Linked DNA regions of Anser cygnoides: region 2 is linked to region 1. A link is a contact called in public Hi-C data. All regions are on one chromosome and are shown on one strand. Each heading gives the region's core, a stretch centred on a gene start, on an enhancer-like site or on the middle of the called end of the contact. The rest is flanking DNA. Distances are from core to core; before and after follow the strand shown.

Region 1 (2,895 bases), core at 178-2,677:
TGTTTTAGGAATAAAGTTTGGAGCAAAAACAAAAAAGCATATATTAAGCCACCATACATTTCTAGAATATAAGGAAGTATTATTCCATAGCAGGCAAGCATAATCTTTGGATGGTGGATCCCTACCCCACCTTAAAACAAACTAACACCACCACCCCCCAAAAAAAAAACAACAAAAAACATCACTTTCATTCTTGCTCACCTCTGGAATTCCTGAGCCACAGGCATAAGGAGCAAAGCCCTTCACAAGTAACACGGCAAGAAGTGAGAATAACAAAGCCCAGATAACATACATCAAGTAGTTGAGAATGTATGCAAAAGCCCCCTGTAATGCAGAGAAAGTTAACAGATTTGTATCACTTCAGCTGAGATTATGTCAAACCAGTACACTGAAGCAAGTGCACAGAAATAGCAGGTAATCTCAAATACAGTTATCATCAGCCAAAAATAACAGGGATCATAATAAGTCTGTAGTTCCAAGGACAAGTTACATTTGCTGGGTTACAGGAATGTGAGCCACCCATACTTCCAAAGACCACTTTATAAAATGGCAAACAAGTTATACAAATACTGTCCCAGTCAAGCTGGCTGCTCCACTGGATAGAACTGCCAGAACTTGGTTCTATCCAGAACACAGGACTTGAACTTTAAAGTGTTCATGGGCAAAAACATTCTCCAAGCAGTAACTCTCAAACACAACTAAAGCAGTACGCTTGTAAATGTGTCGATGTTTTGCTTCCCCACTGAGGAAAATACATAAGTAACTTATTTACACCCTTCAAAAGACCCCAACATTCGAATTTACATCACTGAAATATCTTCAGTTAGCACTTCTGGCATATACATACAGATCATACAAAGAGACAATACAGGCTGGGGAAATGGGACATTCAGCAGCAGAAGTAGTTCTAGGCACACATTACCTCTCCATGGCCAATAATAAGCTGTGACCAGCTCTTCCATTCGGGACACTTGTCTCTGTCTGTAAAGGTAGTGTTGGATTTCCAGCAGCAGTGTTCATGGTTAAACCAGAAGCCTGCTAAACACACTCCTTCTTTCAAATCTGTCATCCAGTGGGCAGAAATGTCTATCAGACCTGCTAAGGAACCTGGTTTAAAAAAAAAAACAAAGGTGAAAACTTAATAACCATCTTATGCAGGCTCACATATCTGAAGGTTACAGTCTGCCCCTACTTTGACTCACCTACAAGCAAATAGGAGCAGCACTGATATTTTTGCCTACAATTAACTTTTATTCTTAAGAGGGCTAAAGGGAAGATTTGCTTAAGCATACATTGAAAAGAGTAGGTCACAAAACTAAGTGTGGCTAACAACATTTCCAAGGTTGACCCCAGCAAACTGCATTAAAACCTACCCTAAGTCACTAGAAATTAATTCTTCTCAATTAGACTGAACAACCACATTAAATATATCATGGCAAGTAGTCAGAGGCAAGGAGGGATTTATGTTTCCAAAGAACATAAAACATGTCACTGGTCTCCAGCACAAGAGCTGAAATCCACAAGTTACACTAACAATGCTAAGACTGTGCAAGGAATAACTTTGAATTTGGAGGAAACATTTCCAATCCCAATTAAAAACAAAAACCAAACAACTAACAAAAAAACAGAAGGGAAAGTTACAACTACGCCAAATAATACAACCAGAGAGTCAGTAAGGAAAGTAATTCACAATTTAAAAAAGAAAGCTTCAAGCAATTTTATGTTTTTCTGTTAAGGAAAACTCCTATAGCCCCCCCCCCCAATAAATGCTGTAATTGGCTCCGTTCTCAGGTAAAATGCCACATCAACACAGAAGCCAGGAATACAGACCTCTGATCTGCATGATCAGAGGCTCCAGAGCCAGCACTAAACATTTAGCAAATCTTCCAGTTAATGAAAAACTTGCTAGCAGCTTTCCTATGTAAATATTTAACAGAAGACTTAATTTCATCCCGCATGATGAATGTTTAGCTGCCTTCTATCAAGAAGATTTGCATCCAACTGATTTACTACTTTTGCACTTGGGTCCAAAGTTTGCTTCTGAAATAATATAAAAGGCCTCAGCCAGTCAACCTCTTAAAGAAGCCTGACTTTCCAAGAAATACTGCTCACCTTTTATTTTTAAGTATAGTGGGCCTTTTTTTTTTTTTTTTTTTTAAGTATAGTGTGTGTGTGTGGGGGGGGTAATAAAATTTAACACTCCTTGACATCAGCCTCTCCAGCGTCAAAGAGCATTCAGCAAAAATGATTCACATCATGATACTTCCCTCTGAACCACCATTTTGATCACCTCCATTTTGCTACCTACTATTATTTCAGAGCTCTGTACCACTATCAGATCAAGAACAGTCCCCAGGACAGCCTTCAGTCTGAGTTTTGTATCTTGGTATTTATACGGATAGGGTCTCGGGGCATTTAAAAATAACTCTCCTTAAATTGCAAAACAGTGGCAGAGCCATAAGTATCAGTGTAGCTTCTCAGCCCTTGTTTCTGGGACAAAATCTCCTGCTTTAATGATATAACAGGGTTTGTGCTAGGAATCAGTAGTGATGGTACAGAACCAGGACTCAGTTTTATATTAAGGTTTGCTCTTACCTGCTAACAACCCAATGAACAGCATCAACAACCAGCCAGAAAAAGCATCGCTCACGCTGTGTATCAGGGCCCATGTTGACTCTTTACTTCTGCTGGTAATCTAGAAGAATTAAAAAAAAGAATCCATTAGGACACCGATCTAATTCCCTGTAAATACCTTAAGAGTTACTTGGTAGCATTGTAAGTTGGAGATACACCCCTAATGTTCACTACAACAATCGTAGTACATTCTGTTTTGAGGGACAAGACGGAAAACATCAGACAGTGGCTGGGTTTACAGCTGGTATAGTCCAATGCAGC
Region 2 (2,895 bases), core at 265-2,764, 37 kb after region 1:
ACTACATTTGCAAACCATTTCAACCATTAGAAAGGACAGAAACACAAGGCTCTCAGCAGCGCCATCAGCTTCCTCCAGTGTTCAAACCCACGTTCCAGTTCTTCCACCAACAACCAAAGAGCTTCAGGAGCCAGCTAAAAGTTTTGAGAGTAACCTTCAAGGATTGGTGTGTTAAAACCCATAATTCTTCTGCAAAACCGCCAAAATGATCACAAGAAAGACACAGGAGGAAAAAAAAAAGCCAGCTCAAAGAATATTCCTGTACACCAATGTCCTAGAGGGCAATAAACAAAGCCACAGTCTAATCTTTAGGAAGCATTATAAATCCTTTCTTGTTAAAGCCCTCCACCAAAACTAGTGCAATAGTTCTCATTTCACAGGACCACAGAATATCTGAGCTGGAAGGGACCCACAAGGATCATGAAGTCCAACTCCTGGGTCCCCAAAGGGCCATCCCAAAATCAGACCCTGTGTCTGAGAGCGTTGTCCAAACACTTCTTGAACTCCAGCAGCTCGGTGCTGTGACCACTGCCCTGTGGAGCCTGTCCCAGTGCCCAACCACCTCTGGGTGCAGAACCTTTCCCTAACACCCAGCCTGACCCTCCCCTGTCCCAGCTCCATGCCGTTCCCTCGGGTCCTGTCGCTGTCCCCAGAGAGCAGAGCTCAGCGCCTGCCCCTCCGCTCCCCTCGTGAGGGAGCTGCAGGCCGCCATGAGGCCTCCCCTCGGCCTGCTCTGCTCTGGGATGAACAAACCCAGGGACCTCAGCCACTCCTCATACATTTTGCCCTCCAGACCCTTCACCATCTTACCATCAATTTCCTCACTTCACCTCTGAAAAACCAATCCACCAAAGCCACAAACAACAAGGGCACGACTCCCTGCACGCCGCAGCCAGCCCACCGCAGCTCCAAGGCCTTCCCTGCCATCAGCGCATCGCACCTGACACACCGTGCCCGGTCTCACGACGGGCACAACGCGACAGCCTCCAGCAGCCGCCCGGTGCCCGGCGGGGAGCAGGGGACACGGGTCCTGCCTCCCGGTAGGAAATGGGGGAGCCATAACAGCCCCCCGCACCCCCGGGCGCTACTGCTGCCCTGACAGCTACCGCGCTGCGCAACCCAGCCCGGGTGTTGTCCGACGACCTCCCTGAGATTTTTCCCGTGTTCGGCTCCAGGAGAAAGGCCCTTTCAGTTTAAAAGAATAAAGAGGATTTTGAAACACTTAAAGTTAAGGCAGAACCTGGCTTCACCTCCCCGTTGCCACCACAGGGCCCAACTCCATCCCGCCCCCCAGCCAGCAGCCGGCCCGCGGCAGGCGCAGCCCCTGCCTGCACCCACGGGGGGACGCGGGGCTGGGGCAGCCCCGGGGCGCTCACGCCGCCGCCCTGCCCCGTCCCCATCCCGCAGGCAGCGCCGCGACCCCCGCCCCTCACCTCCGCTCCGCCGAGCCCCGCCCCGGCCCCGGCCCCGGCCCCGGCCCCGGCCCCGCTCCGCTCCACCGCCCCCCGGCCCGCCCTGCCCGTTCCGGTCCCGCCCGTTCCGGCCCGCTCCGCGGCGCCATCTTGGGCCCGGGCCGGCACCTCGCGGGCGGGTGTCTCTTGTTGGTAAATCTTGTCAGAACTCCCCAGAAATAAGCGCCCGCTCTGCCCCCTCCTGCACTTCCCAGTGGGAGGGAGCAGGGACAAGCACGTTTAAAGGAGCCTGAGGGGCACGGAGGAGCTTCTTGACTTGAAGACCTAGGCTGGCACCTTCCTACAGCTAGAGAATGCATCCTTATAAATGCTGGCTCCGTGTTACAATATATTTATAGGTGGTATGTGCCATGGTTTGGCTTTAGGAGCAAAATAATGCTGGTAACACGCTGATGTTTTAGTTGTTTCCCCACTCAGGGAGGGGGAAGTGAATGAACGTCTTTGTGGCACTTAGCTGCCTGCTGAGTTAAACGTCCCGCTATCAACGCACTAAATATTTACATGGTGTTAGCGGTTTGTGTGCTCAGGGGGCCCTCAGACCACTTGTGCCTTGGCACCAGCTCCCTGAGCTTGGTGGCTCTCAGTCTCAGTGTTTCTTTTGGTGTCAGGTCACCATTGTGGCCCCATCAGGAACAGGATCCAGCCTGTGCTCTGCACCCAGCAGCACGTCTGCGCCCAGGAAAAAGCCAGACAGCCAAGGCAGCAGGGATGTAGAACAGGTATAACCCAGCGTGGCACAGATGACTTTTCTCTGCCTCAGTTTCCCAAAAGCTGAGGAAGAGGAAGAGAATGACAAACTCGTGAACGCTGGGAAAGTGTTTTGAGATGCCTGGAAGAAACAAACTGAAGGCATGCAATGTACTGCTACAGTGACAGCAGCCTGGATCAGAATCACCAGAGGCACTGGTTTGGGGAACAGCCTCTCTGCTAACACCCTGCCAATGGGCAGGTGTTAGACACCTCTGGAGCAGAGCAGCAGCAGCAGCACAGAGCTGGCAGCTCCCATGCCCCTGGGGGGCTCCAGGGAAGGCTCCGTCTCCTGTCACTCCCCCTTGCTCCTGTCTCCAAAGGGAACAAGCCTGGAGGAGAAAAGACAATTTTAATGAGCTGATATAGTTGGGTTTTAGGACTGTTGCTTTTTGAGGCAGTGACTCGTGTCTCAGACTGGGATGTCAGATGCTGTGCTGTCCACTCTGGTGGAATGCTCTGCAGCTGTCATGAGTGCTGTCACACAGCATGTCCTACATCCAGCAAACCTCTGCTTCCTCCTTCCTTTTAGGCATCGGAACAGGCTCCCCACAGAAGGGGTCACAGCACCAAGCCTGCCAGACTTCAAGAATTGTTTGGACAATGCTCTAAGAAATATGGTCTGATTTTTGGGTGGCCCTGTGAGGAGCCAGAAGCTGGACTTGATGATCTTCGT

Evidence for each region. A called contact is a pair of places that touch in the nucleus more often than the background predicts.
Region 2: a contact with region 1 is called in a Hi-C map of liver, with 2.1 times the contacts expected there. The contact joins the promoter of LOC106037710 here to the enhancer-like site in region 1. A contact is called at or near these places in 3 of 7 Hi-C or Micro-C datasets (all in liver).

What each region holds. Positions count from the first base shown.
Region 1 is chr13:6,972,319-6,975,213 of Taihu_goose_T2T_genome, forward strand. It overlaps LOC106037710 (H(+)/Cl(-) exchange transporter 5), which reads right to left. Exons shown (of 13, transcript XM_067005098.1): 4 at 2,596-2,695; 5 at 923-1,107; 6 at 202-324. Among named protein-coding and RNA genes, the nearest start is that of BCORL1, 72 kb to the left of the region's middle. Within about 2 kb of position 1,428, at least 1 of the 3 cell types and tissues checked has open chromatin away from gene starts, as enhancers often do. A contact at or near this core is called in liver, where this site is marked.
Region 2 is chr13:7,009,707-7,012,601 of Taihu_goose_T2T_genome, forward strand. It overlaps LOC106037710 (H(+)/Cl(-) exchange transporter 5), which reads right to left and starts at 1,515. Exons shown (of 13, transcript XM_067005098.1): 1 at 1,434-1,515.